Linked DNA regions of Mus musculus: region 1 is linked to region 2. Evidence: chromatin contacts called from public HiChIP or PLAC-seq data. All regions are on one chromosome and are shown on one strand. The core of a region is the stretch at or near the end of the contact, and the rest is flanking DNA. Distances in the headings are between cores, read along the strand shown.

What was found. HiChIP or PLAC-seq counts read pairs in DNA pulled down with a chosen protein or histone mark.
Region 1: an H3K27ac HiChIP or PLAC-seq map of embryonic stem cells shows a contact between it and region 2, with 4 times the contacts expected there. The contact joins the promoter of Adh7 here to the enhancer-like site in region 2. A contact is called at or near these places in 3 of 39 promoter capture datasets (cranial neural crest, embryonic stem cells and stem cell-derived epiblast-like cells), 1 of 15 datasets of contacts at CTCF or cohesin (embryonic stem cells), 2 of 484 Hi-C or Micro-C datasets (both in embryonic stem cells), 4 of 115 datasets of contacts at active chromatin or transcription factors (embryonic stem cells and pancreatic cancer cells) and 2 of 9 other capture datasets (embryonic stem cells and liver).

Annotation. Positions count from the first base shown.
Region 1 is chr3:138,216,379-138,223,775 of GRCm38.p6, forward strand. Adh7 (alcohol dehydrogenase 7 (class IV), mu or sigma polypeptide) reads left to right here and starts at 1,395. Exons shown (of 9, transcript NM_009626.4): 1 at 1,395-1,530; 2 at 5,335-5,436; 3 at 6,584-6,722; 4 at 7,353-7,397. The coding sequence starts at 1,513. All of the region lies in intron 2 of 0610031O16Rik (RIKEN cDNA 0610031O16 gene), which reads right to left.
Region 2 is chr3:137,772,890-137,779,816 of GRCm38.p6, forward strand. No RefSeq gene overlaps it. Among named protein-coding and RNA genes, the nearest start is that of Mir6380, 7.3 kb to the right of the region's middle. Within about 2 kb of position 5,467, at least 5 of the 459 cell types and tissues checked have an H3K27ac peak or open chromatin away from gene starts, as enhancers often do. A contact at or near this core is called in embryonic stem cells, where this site is marked.

The DNA.
Region 1 (7,397 bases), core at 145-2,644, 440 kb after region 2:
AGATTCAGAATGTCTGTCTGTCCGTACCTGCCTATCTCTTGTCCGCGGTGCCTACAACAAGAGCTGCGGTTCTCCACCATTGCTGCCAAAACAACACCGCTTGCATACGAGCCTGGTCCACTGGCAATGCTTTTACCTACTGGGTTTACTTTGGCCAGTGCAGTAGACTCACTGATTATAATTACCACTTCTGAATTAGATATAAATATGTGTGAAATCGGACTTACAGCACCTACTGCATTATGCCGAGAGACCTGTGGACATGTTTTCCGTTATTCAGAGGAGTTTGTCAATGTGTAAGTAGCTGAACAACAAACTCTGGCAAATATCTTCCGGGTTGGTAAGAGCCCTTATTCTATATTTCAGGATTGAAGAGTTTTGTCTAAAGACAGAAAACCTGCCTCACTGTGTCACCCCGCAGGAGTGAAATTTTGTCACTGTATGGAGGGTTTGTTGGAGGCAGTAGTGTACCAATGTGACAGCTAGCCACTGTCACATAAATACCTCTTCCTCTCAAAGGCAAAAGCAGATCCAGAAGGGTCTGATGCTGCTGCCTACTGGACAACAGTGGCTTGGAATGATGGAACAGCTAAATGCTTGCCCAAGTAGATTCCTTTAGGAATGCAAGAGCCTCTTTGTATAGCAGGATTCTGATTCCCTCTCGGTCCTTCTGGATACCAATGTGCGTAAGCAGTAAGCAATTCTGTGGGTAAATAATGTGATCTTGAGCCAAATGACAGGTTTCCTGAGAGCAAAGACAAGTTATAGTTAATTTCCCATCTCCATCGCCATTACTGGTTTTATACATTTTCTTGCATCTACTATACATACATACAAACATATATTCCCAGTGATGGAGAATTCAGGGACTTGAGGCAACTGCTCCTAACTATAATGAAGAATGCAGTGTGTGTGACAAATAACACAACATACGTACATGATATACAATTGTATGTGTATGTTGCTAAGAACGGAGACCGGATCAAGTCATGTGCTCTACTATGGAGTCATACCACAACCCTCATTTATATTTAACCACACTTTCTACAAGCTATATCGAGTGCAAATGGAGTGCAAATACAAATGCCTAACCACATAGCTAAAGTCAGCTACCTGACAGAACAGCTTGCACGTAGAAGGCATGCAATGCACTCTGTATCAATTGGACAGAGCTGAACTAACACGACCTGTTTTTATATTCTCTAAAATAAAATGGGTAAGGGTGTTTTCTGGCCCTTCATAGTAGACTTGATTATCCAATGTTTGTTAGCTTCTTATTTTTGTCTAATCATAATGTGTATTGTATTTCTTTTCACCACTTGACTTGCAGGAGGGTGGAGCTTCTTGGGTTGGGAAAATTCTAAGGCTATGAGTCATGTTGCCAAAGGCAAGCAGAACTTCCAAGTCACGCTATTTATTGAAGGCCGAAGATGCTGGTACCCATAGAAGAGTGAACCGTGCCTCAGTCAGAAGACGTTCCTGTTTGCAGGCCACACACCCAGGAGAGGCAGGATGGGCACCGCTGGAAAAGTAAGGGAAACGTTTCAGCTTGTTCAGTCTCTTGAGCTAATAATGGGGGTTGCTTCTGAGAGATCTGAATCCTGGAGAGAAACTAAATACTATTTCTCGAGGAAGGCAAGGCTGTTAAGTAACACACGTTGGGGAGATGTGGGTAAATTGCATCAGAATACCAATCGCAGCAGGATTCAATTGAAAACCACATGCTGAACGTTCTCCCAGAAAGCAGGGAAGGGAAGTAGAGAACTGGGATTTCTATGGGCATTATTCATAATTTAGTTTCCAGCTAGCCAGTCATTTGCTCTGGATAGCAAACTGTTTCCATAAGGAGACTTCAACAGGGTCAGTGGTATCTCCCCAATCCCTTTCTAGAGTCTAAAGGGTCCAGGATCTCCTGTGTTGGGGGATCGTGCCCTACTGTTGAGAATGGAAAAAGTGAATTCAGGAATGCAAAGTCAACAACAAAGAAACCGCATGTTCCGAGTTTCTGAGGACATGTTTTATATCACAGTACAATTGCAAACACTCTTGGAAAATAGGACCGTGTGGTGGATAAAGCGTGTTTATTCCTTCAGAAGATGACAGGGCCAGAACAGTGACAGGAACTCAGAAAACAAGGCTGGCTTTTTTTCCCCCTCTTGCAGATTGGGTTGATCGGGTTCCTGCTTTAAACGCGTGTGTAACCGCTTGAGATGTGGGGTACTGTTTTTGGCATTACTTTTAAACAACTTCATTTAGTCTACCTTAGAATTTTAGGAAGCTAAAAATGATGTTTGAAGTCTGGGAAGCATGAGAGACGAGGTCTGAACGCTAGAACCTGAAATAACTTTCCCCGCAATTGAAGAGAAATGGAATGGAAACATCTTAGTTTGAATCAGAAATCCAGTAAAGACCAATAATCAGAATTAACTTTGCACTGTGGAAGTCAGGAACACTGCCCTTAGAAATAAGTGGCAGAGAGCTGGCATGAATCTTAGAACACTTTCAACTCCACACAAGCCTTTCTGTGGCCTCCGTCATGAGAATGCCCAGCCACTGATCGAACATTTCCAGTAACCGGGAATTCAGGAACTCCTAGCTATGATCAGGAATCCAGCACACATGACAAATAGCACAACAGATTTAAAATGTTGACTTGGTGATGGTATACAGAGGGGTAGTTCAAGGTGGGTGATGTGGTCCCCAAACTGTCCTTCTATTTCCATGCATCTCAGGAAGAGAGGTTCCCTTAATATCAGGACTCCTCCTGTTAATTTTCTGATGTTTCATTAAAAAAAAAATGATTATGATAGTTTGCTAAAGATGCCATTAACAAAGTACCAGGACTGTGCGGCATAAAGAACAAGGATTTATTTGCTCATACATCTGGAAGCTGGGATCCTGGGAACAGAGTGTGGACAAGATTGGTTCCTTTAGGAGCCCTTTCCTTTGCTTAGGAGTACTCTGCTTGTGTCTTCCCGTCCCTTAACCTCACTGTGGAAATAGCCTACAGGACTGCTCTGTCTAACTTCAGTGACCACATTGTAACTCGATTGCAATGTGAAAAGACCCAGTCCGCAATTGTTTACCCTCAGATTCTGAGGTACTGAGCATTAGAGCTCCAACACACAAATATAATGACGACTTTGGGCTAGTACAATGTTTATTCTAGAGAATCAGGATAAACAATATATGGAGGAAATCAAGCATGTTCTCATATTATCAAACTAGCACTGACTGTTTTTGCCTGGCTTGTTTCCTTATATATTCCTCAACCATATTTTATGTGCTCTACTCATATAACACACAAATATCTTTGACCTAATTTTCCATCTTTTTAAAAAGGCTTATTTGTTTTATTTATGTAAGTTCACACTGTCGCTGTCATCAGACACACCAGAAGAAGGCATCAGATTCCATTGCAGATGGTCGTGAGCCACCATGTGGTTGCTGGGAATTGAACTCAGGACCTCTGGAAGAACAGTCAGTGCTCTTAACCACTGAGCTGTTCAGTATCTTACACTGATGTGTAGGTTTAGGTCAGTTTCCTCTGCTCTTGTTTACATATTTCCCTTATAGTCCTGAGATGACCTCTGAAGCATATTGTTTTTTTTTTTTCCTACAATTTGTTCTCCCCGAACTGTGGGGTAAAAGTGTCAATACATGCTTGTGTCTTGATGTACTGAGCAGATCGCCTTCCAAAGAGGTAAACCTGAGTAGGATTGCCCATCTTACTGCTTAGACAAAATCAGGCATTCTTGTTCAGTAAAAAGTCATTATTAACTCGACAAACAGAGAACTATAGCTTGTTATTTCTGCTCTCTTAAAAATGTTCTTAAGACCAAAAAGAAACATACCACAAAATATAAATTTGTACATATATGTATTTGGCTTAAGTCCTCCATGCGAATCTCCTGGGATAGAGGAGCAGTTAGGTGGGCAGATCAGTGATTGGAGACCTTGATACTTCCTTTATACATTTGATTAAGCTCTCTGTGTGCCAGACAGAAAGCGACTTTTACCATTTTACGTTAAGCATTCTCTCAGAGCACCTCTGTGTTCTGCTGAGACAGCCTGCTGTCCATCAGCATTCAACACATGGAGATCATTGTACATGCTGTATTCCCAGCACGCAGGAGCTTGAGACAGGAGGATTGTTAAGTTTGGGGCCAGCCTAAAGCCTGAGTTACACAGCAGGATGAGAGGGCAGGATAATGGCCTCTGAGGAGCAATTGTTTCCTCTATGGTATTTTTTTCTACCATTGTTAAATATAAAAGTTACTCTGTGCTCTCTGTCACTGTCCCTAGCAACTTTCTTACATGTAGTCTCTTGAGAAAGGCACTGAGGCATCTGAAGGGGCTTGCATGAGTTGGCCAAGAAGTTGAGGAATAATGTGTTGTGAATCAGGACACAATGGGTATTTTACATTTTGTTTTATTTTTATCCGTATGCTCTCACTCTCTCTCCTTCCCCACCACGCATGCACATGTGTGTGCACGTGCATGTGTGTGTGTGTGCATGTGTGTGTGTGTGCCTGTGTATTTGCCATGCATGTGCATATTTGAGTGACTATAGGTGCCTGTGTTCCACTGTGTGGAAGTCAGAAACCAACTTACAGACTCCCTCTCCCTCTCCCTCGCCCTCTCCCTCGCCCCCTCGCCCCCTTGCCCCCTCGCCCCCTCGCCCCCTCTAACACACATTAGAATTAGACAATTTTACTAAAAGCAGTTAGCAGAAGTGCCTGGCGGTCAATTGCTGGGTAGATACTGTCTGTACAAGGTAAGCAGGTCTGACTTGAGCTAGGTTTAAACTACGGTGAGGAGATGCAAAGACACAGGTGACACTCCTGCAGCACAGTCACAGTCCTCAGGCTTCACCACGGTGACAGCCCATGTCTTCCCGTGGGTCATCTCATTGCGTCACCATTGCCACGTGGCTGCAGATGTCATTAAAGACCGGATTACATTCTCACAGACGGATCGCTGTGTTTCCTGGGTAACAGACTTGTCCTTTGTTAAGAAGATGACAGGTGTACTTATCTATTGCATTTGAAATCATACCAATAGACGAGTTTATTAAAGACCGTGTGGATCCCAGCCCTGACCACATGTGCTGTGTGCTCTTGGGTCTGTCATTCCATGTCTCTGGGCTGATTTCTCAGACCATTTCATCAGAAAAGGGTCCACACAAGATGATTTGTAGGGCTTTAAGTTCTGTAATGGAAGGGAAGCATTCTTAGAAAATCAGAATGTTAGGCATGATTCTCTGAGAATATTATTATGACTCAGGCAGTTTGCATGCATGATTAGCTCCAATAACCATGTTTGGGTTCTTAGGTTATTAAGTGCAAAGCGGCTGTCCTATGGGGAGTGAACCAGCCTTTCTCCATTGAGGAAATCGAGGTGGCCCCACCAAAGGCTAAGGAAGTCCGTGTTAAGGTAAGAAAGGGGCTTGGAACACAGAAACATGGAAACCGGTGTCATTTACACAGAGAAAGCCATTGTTGTAAGACTGACTTCCTTTTAAATATCTATGGATTTATTGATTTAATGCATGGGGGTGTTTGTCTGCACATATGTCTGTATACCACCACATTTGTGGTCAGTGCTAGAGGAGGCCACTGGATCCCCTGGAACTGGAGTTGCAGGGATGCAGTTGGGAGCTACTGTGTGGATGCTGGGAACCAACCCTGGGTCCTGCTAAGCCATCTCTCCAGCTCAGAGGTTGGCTTCTTAAAAATAGGTTTCCCAGCTAACTTACCCACTGATCATGTCTGTTGTTAGGAAAATGATCGTGCTGGCTGTGAAGTGTACTAATTACAATGCTAATCTAACTTATTAAAGAGATATTTGTTGAATTTTTACCGATGTAGTGTTTGATAAAAAATGAACAATAGTCATGACCAAGAATTGTCTTAAAATCTTCTGGGATCGCAAGGTATTGAGATATGTGTGTATGTATGTGTGTGTGTATATATGTATGTATGTAGGTATGTAGGTAGGTAGGTAGTATGTGGCCCAGGGAACAGAACTTTGGACATCACGCATGCCAGGCAAGTACTTTCCCAAAGAAATGTATTTCTAGCTATGCTTTCACACCTTTCTTAGAGACAGGGTCTTACTAAGTCACAGCAGCTGACCTTGAACTCACTTTGTAGCCTGTGTAGGCTATGAACTTGGTGAGCCTCTTGCCTCTGTTTCCCCAAAAGATGTGACTGCAGGCCTGTGCTACCAGGGCCACCTAGAGGATTCTCACTAGGAACTCCGTTGTGCCTGAGAAGTAATAGCTTCCTGTAGTGCCCCGCCCCCGCCCTTTGGACAACCCTTCACCTTTGGTCTAGACTCCCTTGTTTAGCAGGCCTTTATGCTAATCTCTTTTGACCTCTTCCCTGTAGAAGGGCATAAAGATCCAAACCTGAAGGGAGACAGCAATGCCCTAAGTCTCTGAAGCCAGGGATCGTGGCCCCAGGCTTGCTTTAGGCTCAGGCTGGTCTAGCAGCAACTCCATAATGTGAGAAAATGATGCAGAGTTAAAGAGAACTGTTTGCTGGCCATGTAATGTCGTTGCTGTTTGTTTTCAACACAGATTTTGGCCACAGGAATCTGTCGCACAGATGACCATATAATAAAAGGATCGATGGTGTCTAAGTTTCCAGTGATTGTGGGACATGAAGCAGTTGGGGTTGTGGAGAGTGTTGGAGAAGGGGTCACTACAGTGAGACCAGGTATGGAGGCCTTGATTAATACTGTTAAAGGGACAGCACATGATCCACTAGGGGTCAGCAGAGAGACGCAACTTAAGGGAACTGTAGGCGTGCCAATTGTACCTAGTAAAGTCAGCTCCCCAAATCTCAGTCTTCAACACTGCTTTGTGGTACTTATAACTCTTAGAATATTTTTAAAAAATATTTATTTTACGTATATGAATGCACTGTAGCTGTCTTCAGACACACCAGAAGAAGGCATCAGACCCCATTACAGATGGTTGTGGGCCACCATGTGGTTGCTGGGAATTGAACTCAGGACCTCTGGAAGAGCTGTTTGTTAGTGCTCTTAACCGCTGAGCCATCTCTCAAGCCCCCAGAAAAATTTAAAGACATTTTTGTGTATAATATAGGTTCAAATCACACCTGTTTTACCTATTAATTATTCAACTAATTAATTAATGTAACTATTTGTGGTCCTCAAAGTAACGTTCCAAGGCTGGCCTGAAACTCACTACATAGCCCAGGCTGACCTGGCAATCTTCCTATATCAATCTTGTACTGGGATTACAGGCATGAGCCACCAAACCTTCTTACTTCATACTTTAATGCAAATGAATGACATCTTATGTCACTCTACTTTCCTTCTAGGTGACAAAGTCATCCCCCTCTTTCTACCACAGTGTAGAGAATGCA
Region 2 (6,927 bases), core at 4,217-6,716:
TACACCCAAGAGGAGTAGATGACAGGAAATAATCAAACTCAGGGCTGAAATCAATGAAGTAGAAACAAAAAGAACTATACAAAGAATCAACAAAACCAGGAGCCGATTCTTTGAGAAAATCAATAAGACAGATAAACCCTTAGCAAGACTAACCAAAGGGCTCAGAAACAGTATCCAAATCAATACAATCAGAAATGAAAAGGGAGACATAACAACGAAATATATCTTAAAATAATTATTCTGTTTGTTGAATATCAACAGTTGAAAATATTACGATTATAAAGTACAAACATCATAGAAATATTATTGATAAGTTTTCTCACTATGCTTGAAATTAGCATTTTCTTAATGTTTAACATCAAAGAGTTTTGTTATTTTTAAATTTTTAAAATATACTTACTGATAAAATAATTTCTCTCCTAGAAAGCCAAGATGTCAGTGCTGCTAAGAGGAGGGAACGGCCTATGTCAGAAAGGTGGCTCATCTCCAGAGAGGCTTGGTCTCTGTGCAGAGTGGTAGGGGGAAACTGTCATGTTTGCAGATAACACAGGGGAGGTGACCGAGTGCTCACTGCCTGGAATGAGGGGTGGGGTCAATGTGGCAGGGAGAAAAAAAGCAGAGCTTTCTCCAACCCAACAGCCTGTGCTGGGTACCCTGTGTTCACCCAGGCTGGGGGCGCTATAAGACAAAAGTATTCTGGAGGTCACGTGAGTGCTACATGCATGCCTGCTGCCCTCGAAAGCCAGAAGAAGGTAGCAGATTTCCTGGAACTGGAGTTATGGATGGTTACAAATTACCACATCCTGGTCCTCTGAAAGAACAGCGAGTATTCTTACTTGATGAATCTTTGCTCAAGCCCCTTAAGAATGTTCTCTACTTAATCTTTTTCTTACAGTCCAGATTTTATCCCCCTCCCAGTCCACCTCTGACCGACATCCCATACCCCCCCCAGTATCCACAAGGATGTCCCTTTCACTCCCTCTGCACCCCCCCACCCCCACCCCACCCCACCAGACTTCCTCACTCCCTGGGGCCTCCAGTCTATTGAGGGATAGGTGCATCTTCTCTGACTGAGTCCAGACCTAGCAATTCTCAGCTGTATGTGTGTCGGGGACCTCATATCAGCTGGTGTATGTTGCCTGGTTGGTGGTCCAGCGTCTGAGAAATCTTGGGGGTCCAGATTAGTTGAGACTGCTGGTCCTCCTACAGGGTTGCCCTTCTCCTCAGCTTCTTCCAGTTTTTCCCTAATTCAACCACAGGGTTCAGCAGCTTCTGTCCATTGGTTGGGTGTAAATATCTACATCTGACTCTTTCAGCTGCTTGTTGGGTCTTTTGGAGGGCAATCATAAAAGGCCCCTTTTTGTGAGCACACCATAGCATCAGTAATAGTGTCAGGCCTTGGGGTCTCCCCTTGAGCTGGATTCCAATTTGGGCCTGTGACTGGACCTCCTTTTCCATTTTTGTCCCTGCAGTTCTTTCAGACAGGAACAATTGTGGGTCAGAGTATTTGACTGTGGGATCACAACCCCACCCCTCACTTGATGCCCTGTCTTTCTGCTGGAAGTGGGCTCTTCAAGATCCCACTCCCATAGCCGGGAGGTGGTGGCACACGCCTTTAATCCCAGCACTTGAAACCCTGTCTCGAAAAAAACAAAATAAAATAAAATAAAATAATAAAAAATCCCACTCCCCACTCTACAGAATTTCATCTAAGGTCCACTCTGACCACTTTAGTTAATGCCACAAACTAGCCTGGTGTGTTGTCACAGACCTTTAATCTCAGTACACAGAGGGTAGAGGTTGGGTTGATCTCTGTGTTCAAGTGAATTTCAGACCAGCTAAGACTATACAGTCAGACTCTGCCTTAAAATACACACACATAGGCCTGGTGTGATGGTGCATGCCTTTAATCCCAGCACTCGGGAGGCAGAGTCGGGCGGATTTCTGAGTTCGAGGCCAGCCTGGTCTACAAAGTGAGTTCCAGGACAGCCAGGACTATACAGAGAAACCCTGTCTCGAAAAACCAAAAAAGAAAAAGGAAAAAAAAATAAAAAAAAAAATACACACACATACATATAACACACACACACACTACAAACCAATCCCAACAGTTTCTATCCCTTTTTCTTGCTTCATTTTTCTCCTAACAGTTTTATCATTTAATACAGCATACATATGCTTTATATTAACTTGGATTTCACACACACACATGCCTGCTTGGTTCATATCACATATCAGCTGTCAAGAGATGCTTGTTATGGAAATGAATGAAGGACCCAGCTGCCAGTCACTGTTACACACAGATTTGCCCTGCTAGAGTCACGTGATTCCCATTTGCTTTTCACAGATAAGGAAGTGAGTCTTTAGAGAGTCTGCTGAGCTTTGCCAAAGGGCAGATGATGATAAATGACAGGTCTAGGAAGCAAGCCCCCAAGCTTGATTCCGGTGTCTTCTGTCTTAACCACAACACTAGCCTTTCCCACAACCACAAACCCATAACAGAGACCTAGAGAGAAGCTGAAAGCCAGGCATTGAAGCCAGATAATATTCAAACAACAGTCAGGAGCAGAGATAAGGCTGCAGCTCAATGGTAGATGGTCTGCCACTGCCTGAAGAAGGCCCTGAGTTCAATCCCAGCACAAAAGTAGTAACAGTCATCATAGCAATTATACTCTATCAAAGGCTTAGAGCAACAGACATAGCCTAGCACATGCCCTGGGGATGCTGGTACAGGATGGTCATGAATTTGAGGCCAGACTTGAATGGAGCTAAATTACTACAATCAAATGTGACAGGGTGACGAGGGAATAAAGCTGGCTCTAGAGAGCAGTGAGCGGTGCTGTGCCAAGAACAAACATACTCTGATGACACATCCCAGCCCTACAGGCTGGGAAGGGGCGGTGGGTGAGGGCTGTGTGTCCGGAGGAGCTCTGATAACCAGGACTCTAGGAGTTCTGACACCTAACCATGGATTTCATACCAGCCTTTGCTGCCAGCACCTCCATTGTCTCCCGTCAAGGTGAGGGCCAGGAAGTAATCTGATAGAGAAAAATGTTCAGCTCACACACAGCTGATCAAAACAGGCACAGAGTGAGAGATGAAGATTGTATTTATTCCTTTCTCTTTGTCTTTGATGTCTTAGATTTAGGGTATAAAGTTTTGAAAATATTCTATATTACATATAGCAAGTCTGCTGGTTCCATACTACATGAATGAGACAACTGGTTTACCTCTCCGTGCTCCTTTCGTTACTTCCCATGCACCCCTTGTAGTATGTGCTATCTTTGCTGACAATTATGGTAAACTCTTAAAGGGCTATGAAGATTCAATGAGGCAGGCATGGAAAGCACTGGAAAACATGTTCAGTAGGTACTAAACATGCCAGAGTATTAATCATTATTGTGTGGTTAAAATCATGCATCACACAGATGTGTAATCCAAGGCTGTTATTTTATTATGCACGGGAAGAATTGCTTCAGCACTATGAAGTAAGCTACATCACACATAAGAAAAGAATGTGTGTGTGGCAGTTTGTCTAAGAAGGAATACGATAGCTACGATATATAAGTATTTGGGGGAAATTGGCCTCACCGTGTCAAAGGTTTTCTTTAAGATCAAACTGATGAAACCTGGAGAGATGGCTCAGTGGTTAAGAGCATTTGCTCCTCTTGCAAAGGACCTTGTCCTGTTCTCAGTACATACGTGATGGCTCACAACTGGCTGTAACTCCAGTTACAGGGGATTCAATGCTCTCTTCTGGCCTTCCCAGGTGCCAGGTATGTGAGGTACACATAGATATGCACAGCCAAAAATAAAAGTAAATAAATCTCCTTGTTAATGTTGATGCTAGAGCTGGGCTGCCATCAAAGTCGTCAGTGTCAAAAATGCATCTTTGCAGCAGTCTTGAAGTCTGCAGCAGAGTCGCTTACAGTGCTCAGAGCAAATGCAGTCATTGGCATTAATGGAACAGGAATGGCTCCCGAGCACGCTGCTAGGGAGGTCTTTCTAAAGCATTGTTCAGAGCTGCAAGTTATCCTAGAGATAATGCTGGAACACTGGAAGTTGTTAATGCTTGCAATTACCTTTCAGAATGAACACTGGTGTTTATTGGAGCATGGATATTGCGTACGAAGATAGTACACTGAGGATCTATAAACAATGGGCACTGACTCTTCAGTCCCTTCTCGTCCTAGAAGGAACACCCTAGGCTGAGAAGTTCAAAGATACTGGGCTATAAGGAAAGGCTTATACTGAGACACAGACTGAAGTTCATTCAAGGATATCAGGGATGCGAAGTCATTTTCAGCAACCCAATTCCAGGCTGAGCCACCTTAGACAAGAAGGATCATTACTCTGTGACTAAGAACTTTCATTACTTGTAAAACAAAAACAATCATATTCTCACCTCATGGTCTTGAAATTGTAAAAAAAAAAAAAAAAAAGCTGGGCGTGGTAGCACACGACTTTAAGCTCTCAGGAGGCAGAGGCAGGCGGATTTCTGAGTTCAAGGCCAGCCTGGTCTACAAAGTGAGTTCCAGGACAGCCAGGCTATACAGAGAAACCTTGTCAAAAGAAAGAAAGGAAGAAAGAAAGAAAGAAAGAAAGAAAGAAAGAAAGAAAGAAAGAAAGAGAAGATGAAAGAAAAGAAAAGAAAAGAAAAGAAAAGAAAAGAAAAGAAAAGAAAAGAAAAGAAAAGAAAAGAAATTGTGAGTAATGTTAGATAGGACAGAGACATACCAGGACTCTGCAGATAGTAACCACTATCACTGTTATTATTTTCCAGGACTGGACCTTAAACCCTAGAGGTCTTGGATACCAAAAACAAGAACAAAGATTGCTCTCCTGGAATGTGCCCACTGACTGCCTCCTAGTCACAGAGGAGACAAGCTCTGTGCAAGGAATCCCAGAACCAGCAGAAAACCATTGGCTACCTTACATTTAACCTTCTGTGCAGTCATTTCTCTAGAGAAGCTAAACCATGTGTGGTCACAGCCAGGATATGCCTGAGCACATTCTTTTCCAGGCACCCTGCCTGTCTTGTCAAGTCACTAAGAGAGCTCTGGGGTTTAGCAGAAGTTCAGAAGATAGGCCAACGGGACAACGTACAAAAGAAAGACAAACCCAGGCTTCCAGCAGAAAGTATTTCTGAGCACCCAAGAGAGAACCAAGATGTCGCCGACGCTAGTACAGAGAAGTCCTGCAGAAGCCGCCAAGAGATTCCAAGGTAGAGAGGAGGGGAGCCTGAAGAGCAGAGTCCTGGGAAAGCCTGTCTCACTCAGAACATAAATGGCATGGTGGACTCCACTCCATGTGGCGGGACATGTTGGTAGTACCGCGATATCTGTGTACTGTGTTTAGTACAGTATATATGTAGTCCTGTGTTTAGTGACAACCCGGGGCTATTGTGTGTGATGGAAATAGAAAACAGGGTTTCCTTTCTTTTTAGGCTAGAAAATAAAATGGCCACAGGATGGCAGTACAAGGTAAGAGATGAAGGTTAGCCAGGTATTCTGTTAACTTTGTTGATTTGAGATCGTCTCATTTGCACCAGACTGGCTTGGAATGGCCTGCATGTCAGAGGTCGACCTCGAACTCAGATCCTCTGGCTTCTGCCACTGAGAGCTGAGATTGCAGGCATGCACCATCGTGCCACCAGCTTAGTCCTGGGTTCTAAACCCAGAGAGGGTTTTGTGAACGCTGGGCAACCATTCTACCCAGCAAGCCGCATCCCTGGACTGAATTTTGGAAACGACAGGCAGAATGCAAAACCCTAAATTATGGAGTTCTCTGATTAAAAGTAATTTCTGAACTGAGTGTGGAAATACTTTTCCTCCTAACACTTATCTGCTATACTGTGTAAGGGTGCATGCATGTGGAATCGCACTGCCCATCACTGAGAGCTATTTACTGGCTTGATTTGAAGTGAAGACGCATGAAAGGCCCTCGGCCAGTACAGCAAAATGTGGTGGGAAGAGAAGAACACGGCCAGAGGGAAGTATGAATCAAAGACGGGCTTGCAATAGTCCCAGGACTCAGAAGCCAGCCTGGGCTAGATGAAGTCTCTATCTCAAAAACCAAAGGCAGACTGGGGATATAGGTCCACTGTAGACTACTTGTCTAACATGTACAAAGCCCTGAGTTCAACCCCCAGCACTGCATAAACCAAGCAAGGTTGGCACGCACCTGTAATCCCAGGTGGTAGCAGACATGCAATTCCAAGTGGTGGCAAGAAAATGAGAAGTTTGAAAACTCATAGCCATCTTCAGCTATATATTAAATTTAAGATAAGCTGGATCCTGTCTCAAAGCCAATTATTTTAAAAGGGGAGGAGATCTAGAAAAGCAGCAATAGTTTAAGATATGGGTGCATGGCTCAGAAGGTAAAGGCACTTGTCACCAAGGCTGACAAACTGAGTTTGATTCCCAGGCTCTGCCTTGTAGAAGAGAACCCTGCAGTTTGCCCTTTAATCTCCAAAGCAGCACTATTCAAGTATTTAAAGGTAGAGAGATGGGAGGTGGAAAGAGAGGCTTGCTCTGACTTAGATGGGAGCATGTATATTCATAGCTGGGGGAGTCTTTGTCACCTACGTGTGCAATTGGCCAACAAACCTACAGAAGAGGATGGGACACAGCCCCATCTAGGATCAGAAGCCATTCCTGTAGTCCACAGGGGAAGCTAGGATACCATCAAGTCTCACGCGCACGCATAAACACACACACACACACACACACAATCAAGCTTAATTAATTTCTTCAAAGTTTAGACAGCACCCCTTTTCACATGGCCACTTGCGCCTCCATTTCTCCACACAGACTACGCAGAACTCCCCCTCACCAGAAGCAAACTGGGTGCTAACTCGGGTACAGTAAGCTACTTAATAACCTAAGACAGAAAGCTTAGATGTCATTCGGACAGCACAAATTATGA